2 separate regions of the Triticum aestivum genome follow, and region 2 is linked to region 1. A link is a contact called in public Hi-C data. All regions are on one chromosome and are shown on one strand. Each heading gives the region's core, a stretch centred on a gene start, on an enhancer-like site or on the middle of the called end of the contact. The rest is flanking DNA. Distances are from core to core; before and after follow the strand shown.

Evidence for each region. Hi-C and Micro-C count contacts between places; a contact is called where the count stands out from the background.
Region 2: a Hi-C map of leaf shows a contact between it and region 1, with 4 times the contacts expected there. The contact joins the promoter of LOC123098070 here to the enhancer-like site in region 1. A contact is called at or near these places in 3 of 5 Hi-C or Micro-C datasets (all in leaf) and 1 of 1 datasets of contacts at active chromatin or transcription factors (leaf).

What each region holds. Positions count from the first base shown.
Region 1 is chr4D:383,861,310-383,865,205 of IWGSC CS RefSeq v2.1, reverse strand. No RefSeq gene overlaps it. Among protein-coding and RNA genes, the nearest start is that of LOC123098068, 110 kb to the right of the region's middle. Within about 2 kb of position 2,450, at least 3 of the 8 cell types and tissues checked have an H3K27ac peak or open chromatin away from gene starts, as enhancers often do. A contact at or near this core is called in leaf, where this site is marked.
Region 2 is chr4D:384,238,918-384,242,862 of IWGSC CS RefSeq v2.1, reverse strand. It overlaps LOC123098070 (histone H4), which reads left to right and starts at 1,776. Exons shown (of 1, transcript XM_044519946.1): 1 at 1,776-2,299. The coding sequence starts at 1,859. The coding sequence ends at 2,170. It overlaps LOC123098069 (filament-like plant protein 4), which reads right to left. Exons shown (of 6, transcript XM_044519945.1): 6 at 3,109-3,871. The coding sequence ends at 3,443.

The DNA.
Region 1 (3,896 bases), core at 1,201-3,700:
GGGCCGACGGCCGCTGCAGGGAACCCGGCCGGACGGCCATGCCAAGCATGAGGATGGCGTGCGCTTTGTTGACGAGGTCCTCCTTCTCGCCGGCAGTGGCCTTGCGCCGCGCGGCCTCCAGCTCATCGCGCTGGGCGGCGAACTTGGCCGCAGCGGCATTGACCTTGACGACCGCTCTCCGTTCCCTCCTCTTCGCCGACTCCGCGTCCAACTTGGCAATCTCCTCCGGCGTGCACTCCGACCGCGGCTTCCTTGGCGCCTTCTTCTTCACCTTTCGGGCGGGTCGACGGCCAGGCCGCCGGAACTCAGCGGGGCGTCGGCCATGGACGGGGGAGAGAGGGGGCGGCGGGAGGGACGTGGGAGGGTTTGGGGGAAATGGCGCCAAATGGGCGTGGGGGGTGGGGGTGGTTTCTCCCACCGACAGGCAGGCTAGGGGAGGACAAGCGCGCGCGTCCCGCCCGTCCGCGCGCTGTTCGTTTCACCCCAAAATCGACGCAAACTTGGGCCCGGGATGGGTAAAAAACGGACACAAAGTGGACAAAAGTCCGTTTGCGCCCGCACGCTGGGCCGTCTCGTTTGTCCCTTTTACCCCAAACGGACGGGGGCAGACAGGATAGGGTCGCGCGGTGGAGTCGGCCTCACTCGGCAAGCTGGTAGCGCAACAATTTATGCTAGCCAAATTTTCGTCGGTTTGCCGGCTCCATGCACGCGTGTTGTGACTGTGATCATGTGATCCTGTGATCGGAAAGACCACGCCGGTGGCAGCGTTCAGTAGTTATCTAATTTGCAGGTCAGGAAAGACGGGCAGGAGGATCATCTCAATCATCGTGCGGCCGATTTGGCTCGATTTGCTTGCGCCTTTTCTAGTTCTAACGATTTGCTTGCTCCTGGAACCGCAGCTACCGCAGCTAACGGGGGATATCATCTAACTGCTGCATTCCAACCAAGAATATGATATCAAGGTCAGGCATGGCATGAATGGCTCGATCAGCAGCTCTGGTTGAGGAAATGGAGGCACTCATGCCTAATGACTTGTGTTCGAATTTTCATTTTTTTTTGCGAGGTGCTTATGTTCGATTCAGACACGAAAACATTTTAAGGCACTGGCCGCAGATACAGATGTTCGGACATGGTTGCTGTCACCTAAGGGGTGCTCAACTGCCATGGCATGGCGCGTACTCTGCAGCCGTGTTCTCTCGATCGACACCTAGCCATATCCTAGCGGGTCATTGTACTAGCCAAACAGTGGTATATTACGGAATGTACGGCATACTTCAGACAGTACAACAACTACTAGTAGCAGAAGCGCAAGATGCGTATACTGTGCGTGATGGATGGAAGCACGCAGCGGGGTGCGGCAGTGCATGCTGAGAGACCTGATTTTCACCAAGCTGTCGATCGCACACAAACTGTTCGTACGCCGAACGAGCGGGGTCGGGGATATAGTTTACGAGTAGTTTATTTGATTGAAGGAGATGGATCGAGGGGAGTTGGACGGGGCCCCGTTCGGCCTCCTCTCTCGTGCGTGCGTGCGGACGAAGGGAACCACCGAAAAACAGGAGCGTCGTCCATAAATTTCTGCAACTCCCCGGACGCGTGTTTCCGCCACGTCCAGCCTTTCTTTCAGGGCAAGGCCCATCTGATCCGCCAGATGGAAGAAACATTGGCGCATGCATGCATGCATGCATGCAGGGCTGGACGAGTGGCAGGCAGGAGGACTTGGGCGTCCAGTCCAGCTCATCGTTTCAATGGTTTCAAGAATACGCCAATATAATTGTACAAGAATATGCTATCGTTTTCCTGCGATTTTTCATGTTTAATAAGCATAATAAGCACTCTATCTATCCTCGAAGGACCTAGCAAAAGAAGATCGTGTTTCGCTGTGTAAACAGAGCGAGCTGTGCCCTTGGGCTGCTCTTTCAGTGGGTTGTTTGGTCAGTTGAGTTGGGCAGCTCATCTTCCGGTCAAATACAGCACCCAACTCCTGATTAGGATGTCCGGCAAGTCGAAACGTGATTTTTATTCAGTGGTTCCAGCACCGAGCAAAACCGTGTAAGTTCAGTTCAGTTTGGACCTTGGCCCAAACGCGTCCCTGGTAACTGCACCCAAGACAGGATTCTTATTACGTTCGCTTCAGATTTTGCAAGGGACTACTCGGGCTGCGATGATCTGGCCATCAGCATTTGTGATCCCTAAATCCCGCCTATAGGTCTTGCTCACGTGCCGACAATGCAGGCCGTTCGTACGTGCAGGTGCAGGCACAGGTACGAGTGCAACAGTGTGCTGGCGAGTTACGGCCGGACGTCAAAGTCCGATGTGAGGCGCCCCGATCGAGCGTGCGACAGCGATGTGAACGCGGGGCAATCATCGTCCTGACAGCAGCCTGCCGCCTCTTGTTCGTTGCGCGGTGCCCGCTACATCTGGCCGGGTGGCGACGCCGCGGCCGGTGACCGACTGACTGGTATCGGATGGTGCCGTGTGGTGTACGTACTAGTATATACGACCTCGCGGAGGACGTGGAATAATTGACGCTCTCGTTGCGAGCTGAAACATCCCTCCCTCGTCGTCATGGTGCTAGCTAGGGGTCGCGATAGCCAGCACAGCCGCCACTTCATCGTCGCTGCCATCTCATCTGCTTGCGACTTTCTGGTTCTAGCATGCCTTTCAGCCGTTCAGTTGTGAACTGGATTGGCACTCTGTCTGAAGAAATAGTAACGCGCACGCTACGCGGTGCTACTCCAGCTTTCCGCCCGGCAAGTGGCGGGAACAGGAACGAGCAGGGATGGGCTGGTTTTACAATCCCCGTGCGTGCGTCGGGCCACCCTGTACGCGGTACCATGTCGGTTCTCCCCCGGGCGTTGGCGTCGGTGATCCACGATTTGGTTGGATCGGTCGAGCCTCCGCTTCCTCTCGAATTTCTCCGTCCTCCGTACGCGACGCTGTCTCTTTCGGCAATTTACCGCGGACAGGCGTGGCCGGTTGCAGGCGGACGCGTCTCATCAACGGCGCGCGTGCGCCAACACGCCCCGGGCGCCAGGCTTGCAGTCGTTCGCTCTAGGTGATCCCATCCACCATGAGAACCGGCTCGACCAACTTCCTCAACTTGATTTTACTCGACCAACCGAACAAATCAGACAGGCTTTTGAACACATTATCGTTGTTCTTGAACGGCAACGGCAGGATGGGAAATCATCGGTTGGTGAATGGATCGCCGTCAGACTGAAAACAAAGCGCCCAGATAAACCTACTTTAACGATAAAGCCCGCTTGCCCTACATGCCCAACGAATGGCTCAAACCTCCACAAACCCAACCCTTTGGAGATTGCCACTCGCCAACTAATAATGCCTCACATCAGCTCAGTCATGCCAGTCAGTTGATGGACTTGTTCCAACTGATCAAAGCTTTTCTTAAAGACTTGGTTAGCACCAAAATAATTTACTCCATCCATACCACAGCCCGTAAATAATCAGCTTTGCAAGACAATCTGACAGTGACACTGATGAGCGGTTGTTGAGGGACAGTGAGAGACGCATCTCCCTCCAATCAGGCGACTGGAGCTCTGTACCTTCTCAGCGCGCGGTGTTAACCGGAGGATGCAACTCCTGGCTCGACGGCCGGCTCGTCGGCAGCTACTCTGCATTCTGTCCTCCCTCTTTCGATGGAACAAACTGTAGACCGTGCGGTTTGGATTCGAGGGTCATTCATCTGCACGGCTGGACTGGTGCTGATTGAACAGCGACGAGGGACAGGGTGCTGAATTTTTTGCCTTCATTGTTTGCTCCGTGAGCCAAAATTAACTGCGCACGCACAGGCTGCTGCCGCGCTGCCGCTAAGGTTGGTCCATGATTGACAGGACAGCGACTCTCACCCAGAAAAATCAATGCGCATCGTGATT
Region 2 (3,945 bases), core at 527-3,026, 380 kb before region 1:
AGTTGGATATTTTTAAGAACTATTGAAAAATAGAAAACATATTTTAGAAACTTTTTCAGTATGTGTTATATAAAAAAGTTTACCATATATAAAAATGTATTTAGTGTGTATTTATAAAATATTCATCGTATAATTTGAAAAGTCCATCATATATTAAAAATGTTCAATGTATCTAACAAAAATAGTCATCATATATTATAGAAAATTGTCAAGTGTGTATTTTAAAATGTACAACATATACTAAAAAAGTTTAGTGTGTTTTTGGAAAATGTTCACCGTATATTGAGAAAAAGTTCAGCGTATATTGCAGAACCTATATAAAAAGTATTAAAAAAGTAAAAAGGAAGAAAGCTCAACATCTAAAAAATAGGAAAAAATAAGAAGAAACGAAACAGAAAACTATACATATTTTTGTTTTTGAAAAATGAAAGAGCTGGAAAAAAAAAGACAGCCGAAAAGGCCGGCCCGTCTGGAGGCTGGCTTCAGCGAAGCGACGACTGTGTATGCCGCCCGCGGCGGCATAGGATTGGCCCAAAATTTCCATCTCCCCCGAGAATGCACAGAAATTCCCGCTCAGAGCATCTTCACTAGGGCCCCGGGACGCCCCAAGCACTTTTTTTTAGCACCGGCGGGTAAAAAACGTCCCAGTCAGGCCCCCAAAACGTCGTTTTGCGCCGGATTTTGCAAAAATTAGCGCCGGCACGCCCACCCCGCACCCAGCCCGCCAGGGGCAGCTGGGGACGCCGGCATATGCTTTTTGCAGGCGCTGCCCCACTTGCCAGCCCCTCTCTCTCCCGTCTCCTCTCCTTTTTCTCTGTTCTTTCTCCTCTCTCCTCTCCTTTTCCTTCCGGGTGTGGGCCAGCCCTCTCGGGTTCCGGCCGGAGCGGCACCTGGCCGGCGACGACGCCACCATGGCGCTCAGTGAGCCGGAGCTGCGGTTCGTGTCCTTCAGCACCGGGCGGCGGGCTGCCCCGGGATCGCGCTGGGCACCCTCTTCACTGTCATGTTGTTCGCGCGGCTCCTGCAGGGGTTCACCTGGAGCTTGCCGCCCGGCGTGGACGGCGTGTGCCCAAGATCCTCTCCGACCTGGGATTCGACGCGGAGCAGAAGCTCCTTGAGAGCTGGAGATCCACATCAGCCTGGAGCTGAAGAACACGCTGGACAAGATGGCGGCCCTGCCGCGGCACACCCGGGAGGATGTGGAGGACATCCTGGACGGCGGCTTGGAGCGAGGCCGACGAGGCGGTCCAGCAGGCGGCGGAAGCCCCGGTCGAGGATGGTACGGCGCAGCGGCTTGTCTCCCTCCGCGCAGCGCACAACGAAGACGGCGTCGGAGATGGAGGGGAGGACGGAGACGGCGCCGGTGAAGCTGTGGCTCCTCTGCTCCGCCGGCTCGCGCTCGCGCTCTGCGGCTCTGCTCAAGCTCGGCGGCGAGGCCGGGCCGGCCGTGGCCTGGAGCGGGCGCGGCCTGGGCACGGCTTGGGGGTGGACACGGCTGGAAACTTTTTCACCCCCAAGCCAAAAAAATCCGCCGGCAGCCCTCCAAGCGGTGAAAAAATTGCCTTCTGGCGGGCTCAACGGCTGGAGATGCTCTCAGCCCTTCTTCCTGATTTCCATTTGGCCCGGGCAGCCTTGATCCGCGCGCCTACCGCTCGACCAATAGGAACCAGCCCCGCCTCGATCCAACGGCCAAGGCCATCGCGCTCGCCCCTCACGCGGATCGCTCCCCGATCCAATGCCTCCCGCGCCCTCCTCCAGCTCTATATATCCCAAACCAGCCAATACCAAGCAACAGAAAACAAAATCCCCAAATCCATCTTCGTCCCCGGGAAAGAGAGAGAGAGAGAGAGCAGCGGAGATGTCTGGGCGCGGCAAGGGCGGCAAGGGGCTCGGCAAGGGCGGAGCGAAGCGGCACAGGAAGGTGCTGCGCGACAACATCCAGGGCATCACGAAGCCGGCGATCCGGCGGCTGGCGCGTCGGGGCGGCGTGAAGCGCATCTCGGGGCTCATCTACGAGGAGACCCGCGGCGTGCTCAAGATCTTCCTCGAGAACGTCATCCGCGACGCCGTCACCTACACGGAGCATGCGCGCCGCAAGACCGTCACCGCCATGGACGTGGTCTACGCGCTCAAGCGCCAGGGCCGCACCCTCTACGGCTTCGGCGGCTAGGCTTTCCGTTCCTCGTAGCGGCTTGTTTGCTGGTGGTGTGGTGGTGGTAGTTTGGTGTCGAATGTTGTGTTCCTGATGTAACCGTGCCCTGTTGCAGTGAAGTAAATCCTGGTGTCTTATTTGCAAGAATGCCGTGATTGTGCCCCTTTTAATCCAATGTCAGATATGCGTGCGCTTCTCTTTTGCGGCTTATTTCTTCTTTGGATAATTGCTTTGCTCTGGTTATTGCAGCTGCAGTGGCATGCCAGTGGTGTTGTTCTAGACAACTGCAAATTATGCACGTTCCGGCTGAAAGTCTGAAACTGCCAAATTGGTGATGACGCTTCAACATGTTCGCACAAGTAAATATCGGCGGTGCTTTTTGCCTTGTCACCTAGGATTGTAAACTGGCAAGACTTTGCGTTTGTTGTGTTTTCTGGATTGTTGAGAAAGAAAACTAGGCGCTTGGTTTTGCTGTTTTTGAATTGCTATAGGACTTTGTACAATACTAGGTGCTCAGAAAAATGAATCGGATCTTTCTAAAACACAGGTGCCTATTTTTAGAGTAAATGCCTAATTAAGCATGTATCCTGTACAAATAAGCACTGATGCTTAAGAAAACCTGATTTATTTCTTCAAGCACCTCTCTCCTAAGTACTCCCTCTGTAAATAAATATAAAAGCGTTTAAATCACTACTTTAATTATCTAAACGCTCTTATATTTGTTTACAGACGGAGTACCTTGCATTGTGCAAGGTCTAAGCAGTCTTCCAGCAGTAAGGATGTAGTATGAGTAACATAGAAGACACAAAATGGACAACAAAAATCTTTCTTCAGATTTTGACACTGATAAACAGATATGAACACAATGATAACCTTCAAATTGATGCAGGTTAACTTAGCTGTACATGAAGCCAGTTTTGGCACCAACGACATACACAGACTACTTCACAAGAGAATGGAACACAAACAAACAGCAGCTCTCTTCTTCATGCAGGTAAGCACATGTACAGTGAGGTTTTAGTGAGGTTTCAGACAAACAGCAACCCAGAAAAAACTCTAGCAGAAGATAACGACAGCTAACACACTCTCACACACACACAACCTGGTCATAACCGCTCGACTGCAAGGCAAGTATTAACTGAACCACCGGAGGCGTCACCTCAAAATAATACACAAGCAGATTCGCCGAGTAGCTCTATAGAAACCCATGACCCGCATTCATCCGTTATCGATCCATTCGCCGAAGAATCAACAAGCCAACATCACAGAATCTTGCAATCCAGCTAATGTTCACTCTTTGCCCTTGGCGAAGAACCGACTAAAGCCCCGGCTTTGTTTCTCGGGCAACTGGTTAGGAAACGAGGAAGAAGATGAGGATCGCGACCTATGCTTTGGGCGCTTGGAACTGTTTGTTGAAAGGGAAGGGCTTCCGTCCACATCAGAAGGGGTCATGTGGGTCTTGTATCCGTTGAGGGGAGATACATTCCCTGACTCCAGCATTTCCTGATCTGTATCATGCTGGCCTGATGGTTTCTGGGCATACTCGCCTCCTTCGGTTGTTCCTGCCGCGTCTTGCAAGAAGTCCTCCATTCGTTGCCGGGTTGGCGAGGCACCCATTGACTCTGCTGGAGGACGCATAGCTTGCAGTTGACGACCAAGAATCAACATGGTCTCCTGGCACTCTGCAAGCTTTTCTGCTGCAGCCGCTATCTCTACCTCCTGCCACCGATTTAAACAAGAAAAAGTGTGTTATAAGTGTTTTGTAAGTCTTGAATTTCCAGAAAGGACCATTG